Regions from separate parts of the Mus musculus genome. Here all the other regions are linked to region 3. The links are chromatin contacts, called in public HiChIP or PLAC-seq maps. All regions are on one chromosome and are shown on one strand. Each heading gives the region's core, a stretch centred on a gene start, on an enhancer-like site or on the middle of the called end of the contact. The rest is flanking DNA. Distances are from core to core; before and after follow the strand shown.

Region 1 (3,161 bases), core at 499-2,998, 680 kb before region 3:
CAGGAAACATGGTGGCATGGTGGCGTGGTGCTGAAGAAGTAGCTTAGAGCTTTTACATCCAGATCTGCAGGCTGCAGGCAGAGAGAAAGAGACACTGGGCCTGGAGTGGATTTTTGAAACCTCCGAGTCCACCGCAGTGTCACACCTCCTCCAGCATGGCTCCACCTCCTAATCCTTCCCAAACATTTCATCAACTCAGGATCAAACATTCAAGTATATGGGCCTCTGGGGGCCATTCTCAGTCAAACCACCACAGTTTCTAAGTTGAACTTAATTATTCTGAGGGCCTGTTTCTCATGGTACCTATCCTTGAGCTAAGCACCAGAAAATCTCAGTAAGTACCAGTAATAAAGAATGTTACTCAGCTGCAGTACATCTGACAAGTAGAGTACTTGTCTAGTGGGCCAGGACCCGGGTTCTGTCTCTCACAGCACAAGATGATGATGATGACAACGATAAAAATAATGACAAGAACAACAAATCCCAAATGGTAATTAGAGAATGCTTGCCCTTCATTAGACTTGTTCACTGATTGGGTACTGTGAATGGTTCTCCCTGGAAAAGGGATGAAGTCATGCCTTAGATCTGTGCCCTTTCCGTTACTCAGAAGTCCAAGCTTTAGTTGTAGATTTGACATTGGCTTGTGCCCTGATATGAGGAGCACTGAAGGATGTCAGGCAGCCTGGATGCATCTTGTAGCTGCCACTGTGCAGGAGGTGAGGAGGAGAGGCCTTGAGCTTGAGAATTCTCTCCAGCTGTCCAAGCAAACCGACAGCTTTTTGTCTGGAATTAGTCTCAGCACCAAAGTGAACAATGCTAGAGAGGGACCTTCAGACCAGATAAGGTTGCCTCACTGCAAGTCCTGGGAAAGGGCTAGCTCAGATGGAAGCTGCATACCAGGAGACTAGCTGCTTACCAAGACCTTAATGTGACTGTTTTCATCCTGTTACTGAGAAACTGTGTTATAGCTCATAAGCAAAGGGTTCTGGCCTGGAAGCCAGGCAGAGAAGGGTGCATGCTTGTGTGTGTGTGTGTGTGTGTGTGTGTGTGTGTGTGTGTGTGTTGAATATGTGTATGTATGTGTGTGTGAAAGTATGTGTGTGTGTATATATATGTGTGTGTTTGTGTGTGTATTGGGAGTAGTCACATAATTTCTCTGGGTCTCATCTTCCTGTGTGAGAAAAGTGACAGTAAAAAGTTTCTACCTTAGTCTTCTGGTAAAGATTACATAAAGTAAGAGATGAGACATGTAGGAATTTAAAGAATTTAGTCAAGGAGGCTAGAGAGATAGCTTAGCCATTACTTCTGGCTCTACAGACACATGTGCTGTCTATATACACAGACACATTCAATATACATAAAGAAAAAGGAGGATTGTTTAAAAAGATCCAGTCATGGTCTGTTGATGTTGATTTATGGCTCCTGAAATTTGTCCCTGTGTGTTTATGTGTGTAGGCATGAAAGTGGAGTCTGGAGAGGTCTGCAGCGTCCTGAGTCCCATGATCTCTTCTGGACTACACTATCACATTTTGAATGTCTGTCTTAGCCTTCTTTGTTGCCTCTCCTGTTAGTCATTTATTGCATAGAGCATGCTAGTCAGGGACAGGATTGTTGTCAGCCCAATGAGGAATGCAGCTTCGGGCTGCTCCAGTGAAATCAAAGACCCCAGTGTCTCAGAGGTAGAAGTGCAATGGGTTGCCAAGGGCAGCATCATCCCTTCTAGGGCATTCTGCCAGGTGGCTTCCAGCCCAGCTTTGTGTATTCCAGGGATGAGAGCTGCTCACTGCCCACAGCACACCCCCTACTGCTCTCTTCTCAAGAGAGGGGCTTTCGTAATTTTATCTGAAGCCTGTCTCCTCATTTCACTCTGCCAGCGGTTGGTGCTCTTCCCTTTGTACTGTGAGCATGAAGGACAGCAGAGGGGAGTGCTCTTGACAGTGTAGCTGGAGCAAGCCTCCCAGAGCCGACCTGCAGTGTAGTGAAGCCTAGCCAACCATGTGGCACTCACTGCCTTTGTGTGAAGTCAGCAGCAGAGACGTTTCTGAACGTGGCAGAAAGGAGTGCAGTTATCTATTAAACAGTGTCAGATTCAGGAGGGCTGGTGTGACATGCAGGAGGCTATTGCAGGAGCTCTGCAGCCTTCCTACTGCCCCTCACCGAATAGCTCTCTCTGATGTCCTTTGTTAAGTCCCTGCATGGGAACACTGCATTATTTAGTGCCATTTATCCTGGCTCTTTCTCATTCCCACAGTCCACAGGAAGAGACTGTAACATATGGGCTGTGTGTCAGTACTGGGCAGTCTGTCAGCCTTAGAAAGCTGTTAGGGAGCCGAGGGCTGCTAATGTCAGTGGGTAGTTCAGAGCCTTAAGACATAGAGTTCTTAATCACCAGGAAGGACTCTCCCCTGTAATGACACAGACAAGCAGGAAAGAACCTTCGCTTCATCTGGCTGGGTGCACTTGCACCCATCCATACTTACCGGATCCCCCTGATCTGAGCACGGGGCGACCAGATGTGAAGCGCTGAATGCAGCAGTATATTCATCAGGGTGGATATTAATGCCCTGGGCTTCCGTTTCCATTTCTTAACAAAGATAGAAGTAAAACTGTTCTTATAGTAGAGTGGTTAGTACGGACATGCATTTGCTTTGGGATGAGAAGTCATGTTGAATGACCCGTGTTGGGCAGCCCGATTACTCTGAAAGCAGCTCTCTCTCTTATTCTTTAAAGCTCTAAGGACAAAGAGTCTCTGCCTTCCTTTTTGCCCCTTGGCTTTTGTTACAAATGATGTAGGACAGGGAGCTGACAAGGACATCATGGGAGGTCAGAGCAATTCTGACTCCTCACAGTAGGGGGCAACTTTAGACAAAATGGAAGATTTGAGGAGTTGAGACCCCCACCTGACTCCTATTTATTTACTTATATTTTTAAGATGGGGTTTCCCTTGTAGCTCTGGCTGTCCTGGAACTTGCTCTGTAGACCAGGCTGGCTCAAACTCAGAGATCTGCCTGCCTCTGTCTCCCCACTTGTGTGCCACCACCACCTGGGTGGACTCTTTTTTTTTGAGACAAGGTTTCACTGTGTAGCCTGTAGCCCTGATAACCTATATATATGAGATATATATATGAGAGATAGTATATATGTTTTGAATATATATGTTT
Region 2 (3,209 bases), core at 224-2,723, 540 kb before region 3:
AAGGAGAAACATAAAGGCCAACTACGAAGAAAGCAGGCCCCGTCCATCATGTCCAGCTCAGGCTAGCCTACCCTCACTGGTGCCACCCACGGGCAGGGTCTAAAGATCGGGGTCTGGCTAGAGGGAGCTCACAGGGGTTCCCAGGCTGCTTGGGTTGGTCCACACTCCAAGCCCCAGTAGTGCTATCCTTACAGAAAGCCGAACTCATCAGGACAGCTTGTCCTCTCCACTCCATGCTCCCAGAAGGACCAGGGCTTACCTTACTTGTTGAAGAAGCAGAAAAGAAGTGTCAAGCTAGTAGCAGGCTGTCTAAATGCCACTAGGCTTTTGACCTTGGGCAAGTCTTTCACCTCCATGGGCCTCAAGGCCTGTGCCAGTTGTCCCTTTTGCTAGGAAAACCATTCCCAGACACCCATGCAACTCTACTGTGTCCCTGTTATCATTGTATTTAAAATGACACCCCTTGTGCTTCCTTCTAGTTCTTCAAAGCACTTACCTTTTGGCCTCATTACCAGTCTCCTCTCGAATGAAAAAAGTTCCATAAGAGCAGGGATTTTTGCCTATTTTATTCATAGCCATGTCCCCATTGCCCAGAACAATAAATATTTATTAAATGAATCATGCTCCAAATGTCACATTAACCCTGTGAAACTAAATCCAGACTAAGAAGTCAGCTGATAAGATACAAGGTATTTGGGCGGACTGAGAGGCATAAACTAGGTAGGGCCACAGGTCTGCTTCATACATTAAACACAGACCTGTTCTTAAGGACGGACGAAGAGTCTACTTCGGAGGTCTGTAGTCAGATGGGGGTTGGAGGCAGCTGTACACACTGGTCCCAAGCAAAGTGGGGGGAGAAGGAGCCAGAGCAGGGCAGCCTTTGCTTTAAGAGGTTACAGGTCAGAAATGTACAGTAGGGATGTTTTTCATTTGCAAAAAATGTTACCAGGGCTGGCAAGATATAATGGCTTAGTGATCAACTTCCATCCCTGAAACCCACAGTAGGGAGCACTAGCTCCTGGAAGTTGTCCTTACACACACACACACACACACACACACACACACACACACACAGACCAAAAAAAAAAGTTAGCAACCAAGTCTCAAGGGTTTTTATTGTTGTTATTTAAAGCAGGGCAAAGTTCAAAAGGACCATCTGTGGGTTGTCACTTGACCATCAGCCCCAGGTGTCAAAGACTGACAAAGTGGACACACACACACCCATGCACTTTAGCTCTTAGCTTCTTGGGCTGGGGACTTGGGTATTCAATGCAACAAGGAGTACCTAGATGTTCTCTGGCTCCAGAGCAGCAGGCCTTGGTAGGTAGGTAGCATCATGGCCCAGGCAAACCCTGAAGTAAAAGGTGAGAGGCCTGGGTGCAGGAAAGAGCTCAAGAGCTAGAGGTAGGAGTGTGGCATGAGCTCAGCTTGTAGAGGTGGTGTAGGAGGTGCCCTGTAACATTCCACAAGAGATAGGTAAGGCCCCACCCCTCCCCCCTCCTGGGACCCCTGCCAAGCTCCCATGTGGGGTTCATGACAGCAGTAATTACATAATTAATGGTACAATGAGCTGCCTCCTAAGGATAAGAGCCTGAAGGTAGGGACTTCAGTGTTTGCTCTTAAGCTCCAAAGCCCTACTCTGGCCCCAGAGTTGCCCCTATAAAAATTGCTCTGATGGTGACCAAGTGGGACAGAGGGACACTACTGGCTTTGTGCTTATCACAGTATTTATTCTTTATCACAGCCTCAGAGGGTGAAGGCCACAGAGCAGTTTCATGAGTGGGTGAGGGAGTTGGTGGGCAGAACAAAAACTATCTAACTAGGACCTGCACTCTTTCCTGCAGCCTTTCCTGTTGGTGTCCACTGACTCTTGAGCCCAGCTTGGCTCAGCCAAGCGTCCAGGTGGAGAGCAAGCAGAGCGCAGAGCTGAGGCTCCAGGGGATGTGTGTAGCTTAAGTCGCAGTGAACTGCCAAGGCGTCGCTGAAGGCCACCCAGGGGCAGGAAGAGGGAAAATGATGAAGGAAGCAAGTGGCTGCCCTCTGGAAGCTTCCAGAACAAACTCCCTCCTACAGTGGCTACTGCCTACCTACCTACCGTGGTCCAGTTCTGAGTTTGGCTGCTAGAGCCAGTGGTCTGGGTACCCAGGTGCTTTCAAAGCAGCTCTTCCTGTGTGCTCATGGGGACTCTAGGTCTGCTCTCGCAGTGGTAGCAGCAGAGGGTCTCTGGCTCATCACAGACAGTCCTGTCTGCAACCTCCTCGGAAGACAGCTTGGCATGGAAAAGCAACCAGCCCCAGGAACTGGGCACATTCTCCCTCAACACTCCAATCCCAAACCCGAAGAAATCAATGAAAATCCAGAGAGAGAGTCAGTAAGTTGTCCACCAGGCTCAGCAGTTACGTGCCCCAAATGCCTCTCTGTCACACAGAAACAGAGAACATGGCTTTCCTACTGTATAGCCCAGCAGGGAAAGATCTTGCTGCTTCCAGGAGTCTGGGTAGAACCTCCCCTGCTGCCTGCCCCAAGGGCTTCTCACTGCAGCAAGCTGACAGCCCAGGAGGTGCAGCCCTGGCCCCTTCTCAGTGCGGGTTCCATATGGGGGAGCAGGGCACTGAAGCCCCTCCTGCACCCGCCCCCAGGGGAGGAAGCCGCCTGTCAGGCCGCCTCGGCGTGTCAAATCCTCTTGCTGCCTAATTGTGAGACGGCGGCGTTTAAAGAAACGCTTTTCTGGCCGCCTGCCACACCGCAAACTGCTTGGTATAATTTTATTATTAAGGAGAGAGAAAAAGAGAAGGGGCTGGAGGAGAGAGAAAGGGGAGAGCAGAGGAAATTGCTTCGTCCAAGTCAGCTGGTGGAGTATTCCGCTCAACGTGAAAGCGGGGACAGCTTTCCAGTTGGCAAGCTGACTCCGTTAATTGCGCATTCAGTCTCTACTTAGGGTAATTGGAACGGAGCGGGGCCTAGCTCTGACAATTAGGGTCTGCGACTAGGCCATTAACCCTTTCCGCAACCAGCCCCCGCCCCATCGACACCAGGCGGGGAAGGGCGCGGGCGAGGACCCCACATTGAGGTGTGGGCTGCAGCAGGGTACTCTGCCTAGGGCGCGGCGCGGAGGGTGGGGTCTGCGGCCTCTCCGCCGCTGCTACAGATGTTTCGGCCGTGTAAGACAAAGGCAGAGCGCGGCTGTCGCCGGGAGAAAATCCGCAGGA
Region 3 (3,136 bases), core at 89-2,588:
TAGGAAGATGAGATCTTGTCTGAAAAAAAAAAATAAAAATTAATAAAAAGTGGAAATAAACATCGAAAGAGACAGTGCATAGCAAGACATTAAAGGGAGATAATGAGTTGCTGTCCCACAAAAGGGAGAGATGGCCCTAGTATTAAAGAAAAAAAAAAAGAGTCCATAGTATTTTTTCCCAACTTCCTGTTCCATATAAACAGAAACATTTCCCAAGCCTTGGTCTACAAGGCTACATTCTGTGTGATGCCTTCTTGTCTATATTCCCAGAAGGCCAATGCTCAGCAAAAGTACGAGATGTTTCCTGAGAGCAAAAGGGTCTGGCCACACCCCACTTAGCCTAACCTGTATCCCCAGCCACTGTAGCCAACCACAGATGACCTGCCGCAAACACTAAAGAGGAACTTCCTCCCTCCCATGCTAACCACTGGGATGGGTGCCTGAGTCACTTCCTGCTTGAAAGATAGATAGCGTGGTGCATACCCCAAAGCTCAGAGATTAAACATGTTTGGGAGCTATGGTGTGGGCTAGCTTGTCACCTCCGTTTAGCCACTGATGGCCAGTGATTTACATTCAGTATTCTGTTCAGTCTTCCAAACAGATTCAAAAGGGGACTGAGAGTCATACCTACCTAAGGTGGAGCTCAGAGACGCAAAACACTGACCAAAGGTCCCAAGACCTGAACTTGAACATGTTCTACAACTGCTGCTACACCCTCCTGGTAAACCTGACAAAATAATCTTGGACTGTGAAGCTTTCTGTGACCCAGAGCCACCACATTTCCCTGACCTGTGAGGCTATCTGGAAGGGACCTATTGTTTCTCCTATCCCCTGTGGACTTTCCCCTGCTGTTACCTGTGACAAAGCCTTCGTTATGCCACGCTGACAGCATTTGGAGCACTGCAACTATAATACAACGTTGGCCTAGAGAAGAAGCCATTTCAGACTCCTTTGTGGGCTGCAGATGAGGAGAACGGCTGGCTCACATCATTTACTAACTGGGTCATGCCAGCCCTTGACCATGCTCCCAAAGGCCCTGCCTGGCACCGTGTCAGCCAGTCCTGTCTGTGCCTCGGGTTTATGAGGAGGTATTCCCTCCTCGATAACAATGTTCAGAAGGAGCTAAGTCGGGGCGGGTGGGCAGACCCAGAATCCCCGCCTACAAGAGTGGCATTTTCCCCTTAAGTCCTTGCAGAATGAGTCTATGTGGCTTCCCTACTATGGCTTGGGTACTTGTGGCATTGTTGAAATGCCAAGCAGGGCTGGCACCCCTGCTTCCAGTAGCCCAACAGCCACTGCCCTCTTGGCAGCCCTGAGCTATGTGCTGAGCAGGTGGCCCTTCCCACTCAATCTGAGTCCAAGAATGTTGTCATCCGGTTGCCCAGGGCCTTTATCAGTGTAGCCTTTCTTACGGTGGCTGGGACAAAGGGTGTGGGTGTCCTCAGGACTCTGGGGGATTCTGGGAATGTATCTTTGCCTCCCCAAAATTCCAGCTGTCCTAGCTGTATGGAATTCTCATCCATCTTGCTGAAGAGATTTGAGACCTGTAGTGGGGGCAGGATACAGTTCAGTTCCTAAGTGTTTTGTTAGACTTACTTAGAGTCTTCTTACCATTTCTGAGTCATGCAATGAGAAGAAAGTTCTAGATTACTACTCAGACGCCTAAGAGCTGGGTATACAGCATCAAGAGATAGAGCGGCTTGGTAAGAGGACTGTGTCCTTCAAGCCTCAACCCTTTCTGACAAAGGTACCTTGTTGGAAAGCAGACCTGTTTTTACAAAGATTCAATCAATTAATCAATAAATTTAAAAAATTTTTAAATGTATTTCTACAAGGAAACTAGTGATATTCAAATGTTGGCGATGAATTCAATTTTTAAAAAAATTGAAATTGTCTGCCAGATTCAGCACATGTGCTGACCAGATGCAGGCTGGGGATCACTACGTTATGGCCCTGGCTCTCAGCCTGACTCTACAAAAGGGTACAGCCAGCCCACATCTGAACCTAGGAACCACAGCCCCTCATCTAGTGGTGGTGCAGCCTCGGGCTGGAGGTGACAGAACATGGGTAAGCAGTTGAGGTCAGGCTTTGGCCTCCACTTGCCCAGACTTGTTAGTGAGAACTCCAAGGACTGTCTAGTTTCAGTGTAGGAACACCCACAGTGGTTAAACAAGCCAGCCGGGGAGCAGGAGGAAGGAGCTGAGATCAGAGCAAGGAGTCCGCCCCAAGTCATGCCAAACAGCCTGGGAGCAGGGTACACGCAGAGATAGATGGACAGTGGACGTAGCTCAGCCCCGTTTGTTCTGCCTCTCACGCTTTAATGCTACAAAGTCTTACCATCATCAGCTCATGTCTGGAGTCAGAGAGACCTGGAGGTAGGGAGTGACCAAACACTGCAGTCCTTAAGTGTTTGGGGGACTGGTTGGAGGGCCTATGCAGACGCTCAAACTTACAGACGCTCAAGGCCCGATGCACATGCTCTCCCGGACTTCAAAGTTTGCCTAGATTGCACATAGCACCCAGCACAATGTAATCGTGCAAATCGCTATATTATTTAGGATGTAATGACATAAAAAAAAAGTCTGTTATATTTCACACAGACATGGTTTGAGGAGAATTTTTCCTCTTTTTCTCCCTCCTCTCACCCCCTTTCCTTCCTGTTTATAGATACAATGCATCATGTATTCAGGCTAGCCTGGAGCTCACATGTGGCAGAGAATGAATAGCCTCCCCACCCCACCCCAGCCCCTACACGCCCTGTCAATCGCCCCTCCCCCCAAGCTCCTGATTTTCTTGCCTCATGAACACTGGGTCATAGGTATCTATCATCATGCAGTTTTGATCACTAGTACTAGAGATGGAGCCCAGGACTTCATCCATGCTGGGGCAAGCACTCTGCCAAATGAGCTGTGTCCTCAGACTCTTTTTGCCTTTTTTTGAGACAGGGTCTAACACTGTAGCCCAAGGTAGCCTTGAATTCAGCTCCAACTCGCTGTGAATTCATGGTGATCCTTTGACTATTTATTCTTCGGCACTATCTTCCCTGACCACCTGCCCCTCTGTTCTTGGCTCAAGCTGCTGCTCTTCCTATCCCTTCCTCTGAATGGCCGGAAGCTCTACACATAGACAGTGGACC

What was found. HiChIP or PLAC-seq counts read pairs in DNA pulled down with a chosen protein or histone mark.
Region 1: a FOXA1 HiChIP or PLAC-seq map of pancreatic cancer cells shows a contact between it and region 3. The contact joins two enhancer-like sites. A contact is called at or near these places in 2 of 115 datasets of contacts at active chromatin or transcription factors (large pre-B cells and pancreatic cancer cells).
Region 2: a FOXA1 HiChIP or PLAC-seq map of pancreatic cancer cells shows a contact between it and region 3. The contact joins two enhancer-like sites. A contact is called at or near these places in 2 of 115 datasets of contacts at active chromatin or transcription factors (embryonic stem cells and pancreatic cancer cells).

What each region holds. Positions count from the first base shown.
Region 1 is chr11:60,310,293-60,313,453 of GRCm38.p6, reverse strand. The region is part of intron 1 of Tom1l2 (target of myb1-like 2 (chicken)); the gene reads left to right. Among named protein-coding and RNA genes, the nearest start is that of Tom1l2, 41 kb to the left of the region's middle. Within about 2 kb of position 1,748, at least 158 of the 459 cell types and tissues checked have an H3K27ac peak or open chromatin away from gene starts, as enhancers often do. A contact at or near this core is called in pancreatic cancer cells, where this site is marked.
Region 2 is chr11:60,176,970-60,180,178 of GRCm38.p6, reverse strand. All of the region lies in intron 2 of Rai1 (retinoic acid induced 1), which reads right to left. Among named protein-coding and RNA genes, the nearest start is that of Mir6921, 22 kb to the left of the region's middle. Within about 2 kb of position 1,473, at least 17 of the 459 cell types and tissues checked have an H3K27ac peak or open chromatin away from gene starts, as enhancers often do. A contact at or near this core is called in pancreatic cancer cells, where this site is marked.
Region 3 is chr11:59,634,468-59,637,603 of GRCm38.p6, reverse strand. Gm33998 (a long non-coding RNA gene) reads left to right here. Exons shown (of 3, transcript XR_388694.3): 3 at 590-2,562. Among named protein-coding and RNA genes, the nearest start is that of Gm33998, 7.3 kb to the left of the region's middle. Within about 2 kb of position 1,338, at least 130 of the 459 cell types and tissues checked have an H3K27ac peak or open chromatin away from gene starts, as enhancers often do. A contact at or near this core is called in pancreatic cancer cells, where this site is marked.